Regions from separate parts of the Hordeum vulgare genome. Here region 1 is linked to region 2. Evidence: chromatin contacts called from public Hi-C data. All regions are on one chromosome and are shown on one strand. The core of a region is the stretch at or near the end of the contact, and the rest is flanking DNA. Distances in the headings are between cores, read along the strand shown.

The links. Hi-C and Micro-C count contacts between places; a contact is called where the count stands out from the background.
Region 1: a Hi-C map of leaf shows a contact between it and region 2, with 8 times the contacts expected there. The contact joins the promoter of LOC123399738 here to the promoter of LOC123398204 in region 2. A contact is called at or near these places in 3 of 6 Hi-C or Micro-C datasets (leaf and seedling).

The regions. Positions count from the first base shown.
Region 1 is chr5H:108,953,312-108,958,182 of MorexV3_pseudomolecules_assembly, reverse strand. LOC123399738 reads right to left here and starts at 1,476. Exons shown (of 11, transcript XM_045094123.1): 1 at 1,222-1,476; 2 at 699-1,010; 3 at 418-614; 4 at 1-138. The coding sequence starts at 1,002.
Region 2 is chr5H:108,448,792-108,453,625 of MorexV3_pseudomolecules_assembly, reverse strand. LOC123398204 (protein SAR DEFICIENT 1-like) reads left to right here and starts at 1,573. Exons shown (of 12, transcript XM_045092701.1): 1 at 1,573-2,187; 2 at 2,308-2,356; 3 at 2,485-2,534; 4 at 4,803-4,834. The coding sequence starts at 2,003.

The DNA of each region.
Region 1 (4,871 bases), core at 227-2,726, 500 kb before region 2:
CCAAGTGCCCGTAAGCTTGATCATAGTTCCTTTCTTGTAGAATCTGGGATGCCATTTCTTGTTCTTGCCTGGACTCTGGAGCGTGACGGTTGCACTTTCATGTGGAAAGTGCTCAACAGCGTAATCCTTAGGAATGGTCTGCCCACAGATGGAACAGAATGTTATGCCATTGTCAAACAAGAAGACAATAATATACCAAACTTAAGCTTGGAACCCAAAAGGTGTATTGTTTCCACTGACAAGCAAGAAAAAATATATTTTTTATCCATAAGTTCTCCAAAGGTCATGAAAGTTTGCAGATAATGTAATTCTTCAATAACATTGAAAACATGAATGTAGCACATCAGAGCAAGCAACAAAGAGTTGAGACTGAAAGCAGTGTGCTGTGCACTCAACAGAAGAGAAGAGTGAACTTACCACATATGAAGAGTAAGACCTCAACATGATAGCCACAAAAACAGTAACTTTAGGTTTGATTTCTTTGATAAGCGCAACTACTCTGTTCTTTTCGGCGTTAGATAGATCACACCTTTGCGGTAACACATAATCTTGCCCTGGAGTTATCTGAACATCATCCGACTCAAGAGACTCGTATGCAGAAGGACTGTCTTCCCCTGTACAAATCTTCACAGGTAAAGGGACTGTAATAACAATTTAAAGTTCTGACACGGATGTGCAAGCAACTAAACTGACATCACCTGATTGCTCGGATGCAGAGGATATCACAGACGTCTTGCGTCGTTTTCTGCGATGGCCCGAGCTTCTATTTTCGTATCCGTCGTCTGAACTTTCACTTGACAACTGAATGTAACAATCACTGCTTGATACCTCGGTAGAATCTGTGCTCATTTCTTGTGCGTCGTCTGACCCGCCATGAGTCGGAGCAGTTGGCGAGCCAGAGGGGCAAACTCTCCGGCGAACTCGCCTAGCCGCCCTTCTTTCCTCCGTAAGAGGCGTATCCATCAAACTTGACGGAACGGGGCCCTCCGCTGCGCCTGGCATGGCTGCCTCTGGTACATGTAAATGCAGGATACGAGGATCAACATAGACCAACAATGTACAGACAAATAGCAATGCACAAACCCCTAACAAAAAATCCCTAAATCGCCTATCAATACCGAATATAATAGGGAACGAGCACGGAGCACCCACCGCTATCGAGCCCAAATCTGATCACCCAAATCAACAGGGAAAATACAATAGAGAAGCGAAGGCACTCACCAAGGAAGGCCCGCCTGCCCGTCGACGGCACCTAACGGAGAACAAAGGGCGGGGCCACGGGGCAAGAAGGAAGACCGGCGACCGCGACCACCGAGCCGCCGCCGATGGCGACCAAGCCCGCAGAAGCGACCCCGCGCAGCCGCGGGGCCGCCCACCGAACCAAACAACGACCGCACGGCCGGAACCTCGAGAGGCGGAAACAACGAACGCACGGCGGCCGGAGAAGGCAATGGCAATGGCAATGGCAAACCCCTCCGACCGAAGCCGACCTTGTGACGACCTCGGATAAACCCCAGCCCACGAACGCACCGAGCAAGGACATTCGCACATACGGACGGGCGCCCGAATAGGCCCACCTCGCCTACAAGGCACCCGAGGTGGGCCGGTCCAGTAGCGCGGCGCAGGGAGCCGGTTTTCTATTCGTGTCCTTTTCGGAAACGTTTTCCCTAGGCTAGTTTTTTGTCGATTCCTTTTTTTAAGCAAGTACAGTAGATAATTGCCCGCTAAAAGTTAAAGGAAAAACCTTGGAATCATCCGACTGATTTTAACAGACATGTCAGCCGCTCGCTCGGCCGTACGATCACGCTGATCGTATTTCTTTTTGGCGCAAGCTGCACTGTGTTCATACGTGGTTCTCTGCCTTTTTCAGTTTCTGTGGTCTGCGAGCTCAGCATTCACACGAACACGTTGTTTTGACGTTTCAACGGCACACTGCTAAGCTAGCTAGTAGCTACTTGCCTACTCACTCCTAAAGCAAAAAAGTGGCAGCGTCGTTGCTGTCATTATCACAACAAAGAAAGGTGTAAATAGAAACCAATATTTGGCAACAAAATCAGCCTTTTTGAGGCATTTGCAATATTTAGACCCACCAACTAATTTCTGAAATTTTTTAGCTCGCATCAATGGTCTCTCTTATGCAACATATTTTCGGTCCCAACCTTATCTTGAGCTGAATTATCCAATCTACATATTTTCTCTCCGCCCTTTTTCCCTTTTTTACGTTGCCCGACGCCCGCTCCTCCTAAGGCAGATGGCCCCTATTGCGAGTGGCGCCACAACAACGGTCGACGACACTTCTAGGGTTGTTGTGTTGTGAGGCCATCTAGATGAGCGCTACTAGGTGGCACCAACTGCTTTTCCAAGGTTGTCGGAGTTGTTACGAGAAGTGCTGCAACGGTTGGTTATCATTGCTGCAAGCAGGAGGGGTGACGCTGCAATGATTGGTCGTTCTTGCCATGATCGGGATGTGCGACGTTAAAATAGCGAGTCATAGTTGTTGGTTGTGCGACGCTACAATAGCCAGCTGTAATTGTTGCTAATGGAACACGAGGCACTATGATGATCAATCACCATTGATGTGTCGGCACGCGCGGTGCTGCAATGGTTGGTCGTCGTTGTTGTGAGTGGGATTCGCGATGCTGCAAGGACTGGTCATCGTTGTGCGATCGGAATGCACAACTCTACAAGGATCAGTACTCGTTGTTGTTGCAATCATAGTGCAAGACGCTACAAGGACCGGTCATTGTCACTGCGATCAGACGCACATGCTACAATGGTCGGTTGTCATTGTTGCGGGCGCATGATGTTGCAATGGTCAGTTGTCCTTGCCACGGACGCGCGGTGATGCAAGGGTCGCTCGTCGTTCTTGCCATCAAAACACGTTACGCTGTAAGGAACGATCGTTGTCGCTACGATCACATGCACGACGCACGATGCTGCAATGTTCGGTTGTCATTGTTGCGGACGCACGACGCTGCACACTGCAACGGCCGGTTGTCACTAGTACGAGGGCGCGACGCTTCAAGGATCGTTCATTGTTGTTGTGACTGGGACGCACAACGAAGAAATGGATGATTCTCATTGTTGTGGATGCGCAACTTTGCCATGGCTGATAGTCGTTGCTGCGAACGGACGGCGCTACAATGATCGGTCGTCATTGATGTTATTGAGACATGTGACATTGCATTGGTTGATCGTACTTGCTCCGAACAAGGCGCATGATGCTGCAAGAGACAACTTCGGATGTTGCAAGGGACAATTACTATTTGATGCAAGAGGGACGTGACATGCTACAAGGGTCTAACAGCCACAACTGCAAAGCCCCGTCACTACAGCTCCATGCTGGTCAACGTTAGCTTTGCTGGTGCATAGAAGCTGGACGACCCAATTGTAACAATCTTCTTCCGTTGAGTTACAACTCGTTTATCGTGATCGTTGGAAATACTTGCTACATCCTTTGCATTTTTAATGTTTTCTCCTAGATCTATGCGGCGTCAAGCAAAACATTTATGTGTTGTGTACAAACAAAAATTCTTAACAACTACTTCCTCCTTTTAAATATAAGTCTTTCTAGAGATTATACTAGAAGATTACATACGAAGTAAAATGGATGAATCTATATTCTAAAATATGTTTATATACATCTTAATGTAGTTTACTAGTGAAAGCTTAAAAAAGACTTATATTTAGAAACGGAAAGAGTAAATTGCATGATCAGCCGTGTAAAGAAATATTTGTAGCATAAGATTGTTTATTACTTTAACATTTTGTTTGGGAGTTGTTTGTATGTGATGATGCCGAGCCACGTGACCTTCGCGTGGTGTCCTGTACGTGTCGAGTGTGTGTGTGAGCGGCAATTTGAATGGCCCCAAACGTCCCACATGGCGTGGAGTTTTGCTTGGCGCGAGGCTGCACAAAGATGCCAATCATCGCATCCGACACGTCAGATCAGCTTAGATCAAACGGTGGTTGAGGCGGCTTAAGTTTAGCTGTTATCAACCGATTGATCGGTAGCACCCGCCAAAGTTAAAAGGCAAGATTTATAGAACATCGGTTTGATCCGTAATGTTGTATGATGTTGAGTGTTGATGGACTAAAAGACGACATGTGCAACAGTTAGGCATGGCGGAGATGCATATGTTGAGATGAATGTGTGACAACACAAGGAAGGACCAAATCCAAAATAATGATATACGAGATAGAGTTTGGGTAGCATGGATTAAAGAGAAACTTGTCCAGCATTGTCTGAGATGGTTTGGCCATATTTAGTGCAAGCCTTCAGCAGTTCCGCTGCATACCGGACGGCTAAAACGTGCTAATAATGTCAAAAGAGGTCGGGATAGACCGAATTTGACATGAAAAGAGTTTGTAAAGAGAGATTTGAAGAATTGGAGCATCACCAAAGAACTAGTCATGAACAGGGATACGTGGAAGTTTGCTATCCATATGCGAGAACCATGAGTTGGTCACGAGATTTTGTGAGTTTCACCTCTAGCCTACCCCGATTTGTTTGGGACTAAAGGCGTTGTTGTTGTTGTTGTTGTTGTTGTTGTTTTAGTCATCAAAAACGTGTATTTCAGATGTTCGCAACATCCACAGGCGACGCTCGAGGTGCAGCACACCGAGTGGTGCATTAAAGACATAAGTCTTCTGCGCAGCAATGAGGACAATCCTCAGTTTTACGGACGCAGTCCGCAAAGTTGCTACTATCATCTTTCAACTAAACTTTCTCTAGGAACATATAAAAACAGTAGAGCTATAACACAAGCTACATCATAATTCGCAAAGACCTTTTGACTATGTTCATGATAATTAGTTCAATTAATCATATTACTTAAGAACTCCCACTCAAAAGTACATCTCTGTAGTCA
Region 2 (4,834 bases), core at 324-2,823:
TGGTCGCCGATGTGTGTTTGCGGTGGAGCCGCTCCGCCTCACACGTTCGATCGACAGCATCTGGCCAGCGACGATGATCGTTCTGGCGTCTCCGACAAGCGAACTTCTACGAGGTGGTCTTGAACCTATCCTTGGTCAGGCCAGCGAGAGGTTTGGGTTGGCGTACACCCAGTTCGACGCAACGTTCTACGTCATGAAGGCCAAACGTCACTCCACATGCTCCTAGTGCTCCTTCTCGGGTGTCGCTTTGTCGGCCACCGTCCTAGTGCTCCAGGAGGAGGTGCCGATGTTTCGTCCGAGGTAGAAGAGGAGGTGGTCGCGTGCATTGACGATCATTGGGGCGAGCGCCTTCTCCTTCACGAAAACCACACGCCATCAGTCACTTTCTTTCATGCCCATCCGATCAATATCCAACCTCAATCATTTTATGGTATGTTCATCTTTTTTATCTCCATCTTCCTCCCACGTGACAATTCCTCCTCTTCGCAGCCTACCCCACCCATCTGCCTGCCTCTCTCCCCCTTGGTCGAGGGAGCTACTGTACACTGCCTTGCTGCCTTGCCCTATCCTCGATGTTGCTGGTCACCGCCCCGGCCATGCCTCTAAGCCCCACACCACCTATGAAAAATTTCAACGACCCCCTACACCTCCACCACTAAGATAGATAACAGGATTGTAGCTTCCCCCTAGTAATTAGATAGATGATGAGGCTATTACTTTGGAAAATACATGTTTCTGGTTGTATATGCACCATATATAAAGATTTTTTTAATAATTAATTAAAAAGTCAAAATAGTTCCGACCTATTTTAGGTTAAACTTGACTTTGTTTTGTATTATTGTATAAATTTTCATGAAAAAAGTCAACATTGACTTATGGACAAAAAAGACAAAATTTATTTGTTATTATAGGTCATTTTGACAAAAAAATTGTCTTTTTTGAAAAGAAGTCAAAATGTAATTTATTTTTTGTGGAATTGTTTACAAGTATAATGGAAGGTCGAGTTTATTTTAAAAATATTTCTAAGAATTTTTAAATTTTTATTGAATTGTTATTTTTTTTGCATATAGGACGTATATACACTCAGGTTTTAAAAAATATTCTTCCTATGACTTCGCCCTAAGGTAGATAGTGGAGTTGGTTCTTCTCCAAGGCCCGTCCTCCTCATCTGTGCGCTCCGAAAGAATTAAGAAAGAAGCAAAAAGTGACCAACGCAACAAAAATTTCATGTACAAAAAAAAGAGATCAAACCCGTGCTAGACTAGCTTGTTGACATTTTTTTTATAAAGAAAAACTTCATGGATACGAGACGCTTAAGCCAAGACTCGAACACTGGACTGGCTGCGAACTCTCCCACATTGCCAAGTGAGCTACGTTCTTAAATTTCATGTATGTAAAAAAAACCCGCAAAGGAAATGTTACGTGCTTACGGCCAAGGAACACGAATTTTTCAGCGCGGGGGGGGGGGGGGGGGGGGGGGAAGAAGAAACTTAACGGCGAGAGAGAGGAATCTTGCAAGACTCAAGAGAGAGAAAATAAGGGCGGCATCGCCCTCGCCGCATCGATCGATCGGTTTCCTCGTACGTACGTGTCTTCGGGGCTTCGCCGCGTTCAGCCGTCCACGGACGAGACAAGAGCGAGGCTCCCCGCGCTTTCCCTTTCCGCGCCGCCCGCAGCAACAAGAAGGCGAGTGAAGCGAAGCGAAGTGAAGTGGGGTTGAGTGCTTGACTTCCTCCCAAGTCGTCCCCCATCGAGCTCTCACTCTCACCTACCAAATCCGTCGAAACACGCTCGGTGAAGACCGAAACAATTGTCCTTAATCCTCCACGCCGTGCTCTACATCTCAATGGTCGCCCCATAAAGCCCAACGGTAGCGTGAGCTGAACGCCGCCAACCCATTTTCTTCTTCTCCTTCGACCCCTTCCTGTTCCGCCTCCGTCGACGCTGCTATCGTGCAAGAACTGGTGCCGCAGAGAGAGGGGGGGAGCGATTCGTCGGTGACATGGCGCCGCCGAAGAGGCAGCTGGCCCTGACGGGCGCCGGCGCAGGCCGGGAGGAGGCGAAGCGCCTGCGCGTCGGGGTCGCCAACGCCAGCGCCGCCGGCTGGCAGGCGCCGACTTCGCCGGCGTCGCCGGGGACGCGGCTCATGCGGCGGACCGTGCTCGTCGTGCTCTTTCTACTGCGAATGTGCGTGCCCCCATCCCCATCTGCCCGCCTCATATTTCTTCTCAGTCCATCGGGTGCACGTCGGTCGAGCTCCGCTTCTTGATCTCTAACTCTTCTGTCCCCGCGAATCCGTGCGTGCAGGAGCGACGCCATCACGGTGACGGAAAGCATCTCCCAGATTGGTCGCATGGTGAGCGCGCGCGCCTGCGTGTGTGCAGCACGAGTATTCGTTTTTGCTGGAATTTCAAGATTTATGCTTCATCGCCTGTGGATTTGTTCTGTCTACTCATTTTGGTTGTCTCTTTTGTGCTTGTATAGGTTCAGAGGAAGATGGAAGGGTTTCAAAAGTTTCAGGCTCTTATGATCCGGTAAGGATCATTTCTCTGTTATGCTATTGTGTTCAAATTTTGTTTCAAAAGAAACATCAGCCGTTTCTCATACTATCTTCTAGAAACTGTTTAATTATGAACTCGACTTTCCTTTAAGATTTTATATTTACGTTTCTTAAAGCATCTTTAGCACACCCAATAAAACCGCGTGGCCCGTATAATTCCGACGATTATACGGGTTTGACCGATTTTTGGGCACCGGGTCCGGAAACCCCCTCTCCTTCGCGCAATATATATCCGGGTCCATGGCCATGATATGGATTTTTATCCATTTCTGCAATTATATGGGTACCTTTGGGCACGCCGTTGTGATTCCCCATTCCCCTGTGATTTTTCGCCGCCGGTGACATAAATCCGCCGCCCTGCCCATCGATCCACCATGATGTGGGACGGGATGTGGAGCTTTGGCCGGCGCGGCGGCAACGACCCTGAGAGGAAGCGCTACGTCGCCGCCGACGCTGCGAGGAAGTTGTCCACCTGGCGGTACAACAACCAAGGCCTTGAGCCGCCGACGTCCCTCTTCCGTCGTGAGACAGAGGAGTACTACCGACAACAAGCTCGGCTCGCCTACGACGTGCGCAGCTCGCGCACGCCGCTGTCGCCTGCTGATCAAGAGGGGGGTGAAGGAGCTCCCGTCACTCCGCGCGGTGAAGAGGGAGCACAAGGCGGAGCGGTCGCGCGTTGGCGGCGTAGGGCCGGTGGACTACCTCCCCCTCCCTCTCTCCGGGGCGAACACTATCGAGGTGGCGATTCTCGCATGCAGTGCGTGGGAGGAGGAGGAGGTGGCGCACCAGCACCGTCGGGATGAGGAGGTCAACGACGTCCTGCTCTAGCAGTGCCTCGCTAGGATGCGGGAGATCGAGGAGAAGGAGGAGGCGTGGCGCTGCGAAGCCGAAGCGCAGGACTCCATGTACATCAACCTCACCTCCGACAACGACAACGAGTGATCGCCGCTGCACCCGCAGGCTCCGGCGAGCCCCATTTTGGCCAGTTTAGGGTTAGGTTAGGCCGACGTGCAATATGTAATCGATGAACTATATGTATGTATGAATGATCATTTCTATTATATGTATCTATGAACGATCATCTCTACTGTTTCTTGTTCATTTTTCGGACGAAACATTAAAAAAATATATAATCTCATATAAGGTTTCTGCTCGGTCGCAGGCAAATCCGTACCTTATAATAGGGCAAACACGAACCGTACCCGTATAAGGGCTAGCCTTATCAGGAGTCTGCTAGAGAAGCTCTTAGCACTTAGGCTTCAGCAATAAAAATATCACTGATAAAAGTGAATTTTTGGACATGTTTCGTACATACAGTACTTTTTTGAAATGTGTTCAACCATCTATAGAAAAAGGATCTTGTGTTCAAAGATAATACTCTTGCAATTGTTCTAATCTAAATATACTTATTAATGAAAGGTCATGTATGTCTTACAAAAAGTTGATGCCACATGTAATATTGCTCTGACGAATAAATATGTTCGTTTTAATACGTTCATGTATTAACAAAAGAAAATCATGTGACTTTTTGAAATGTGATGTATTCACTACAGATGGTAAAAGTCCATATAGTGAAAAAAATAAAAAGGGGGCAGCCCTATGCATGTAGCTCCCACTTGTGCAGGGTCCGGGTCCGACCATTTTGGGTCTATTGTATGCAGCATTTTTCTATATTTCTGTAAGAGGCTGTGTTCCAGGACTTGAAAAAAATATTAACTCAAATTATGAGGTGCAACGCACGAAAGTACAAGAGGAAATAAAATCAAGCAAAAATATGATATATAACTATGAAAACATGGAAACAAAAATAAAAATAAATATTAAACAAATAATCATGTTTGAAAATAAAATAGAAGATAAAAATGTGATATTGAAAATCAACAATAAAGGAAATGACATAGAAATACAAAAAATGGAAACAAGAAAATAAAATGAAAATGTATTTTTCAGATTGTGATTATAGGAAAAACTGGAAAATGGCCAAAAAAAGCAAAACCCACAAAACTCATACGGGAATGAAACCCATAAAATACCGCCCACAAAAAAATAGAGGTGGTTATGGGGAGCCAGCGCACTACTCCCTCTTGTTAGGCTGGTACAATTTCCATGATTTCTTGAACTTTCCATACTTCTTCTCTCAGTGAAAATATGCAAGCTTTGCATGGTTTGTTTTTATTTACTTTTGAGATAAATAAAAGGCTTACCCGTGCTTCTTTTTTTATTTTGCTATCTTTGGGCTTAGCAAACTGGAAAATTTTGAGGAGAAGATGGAGG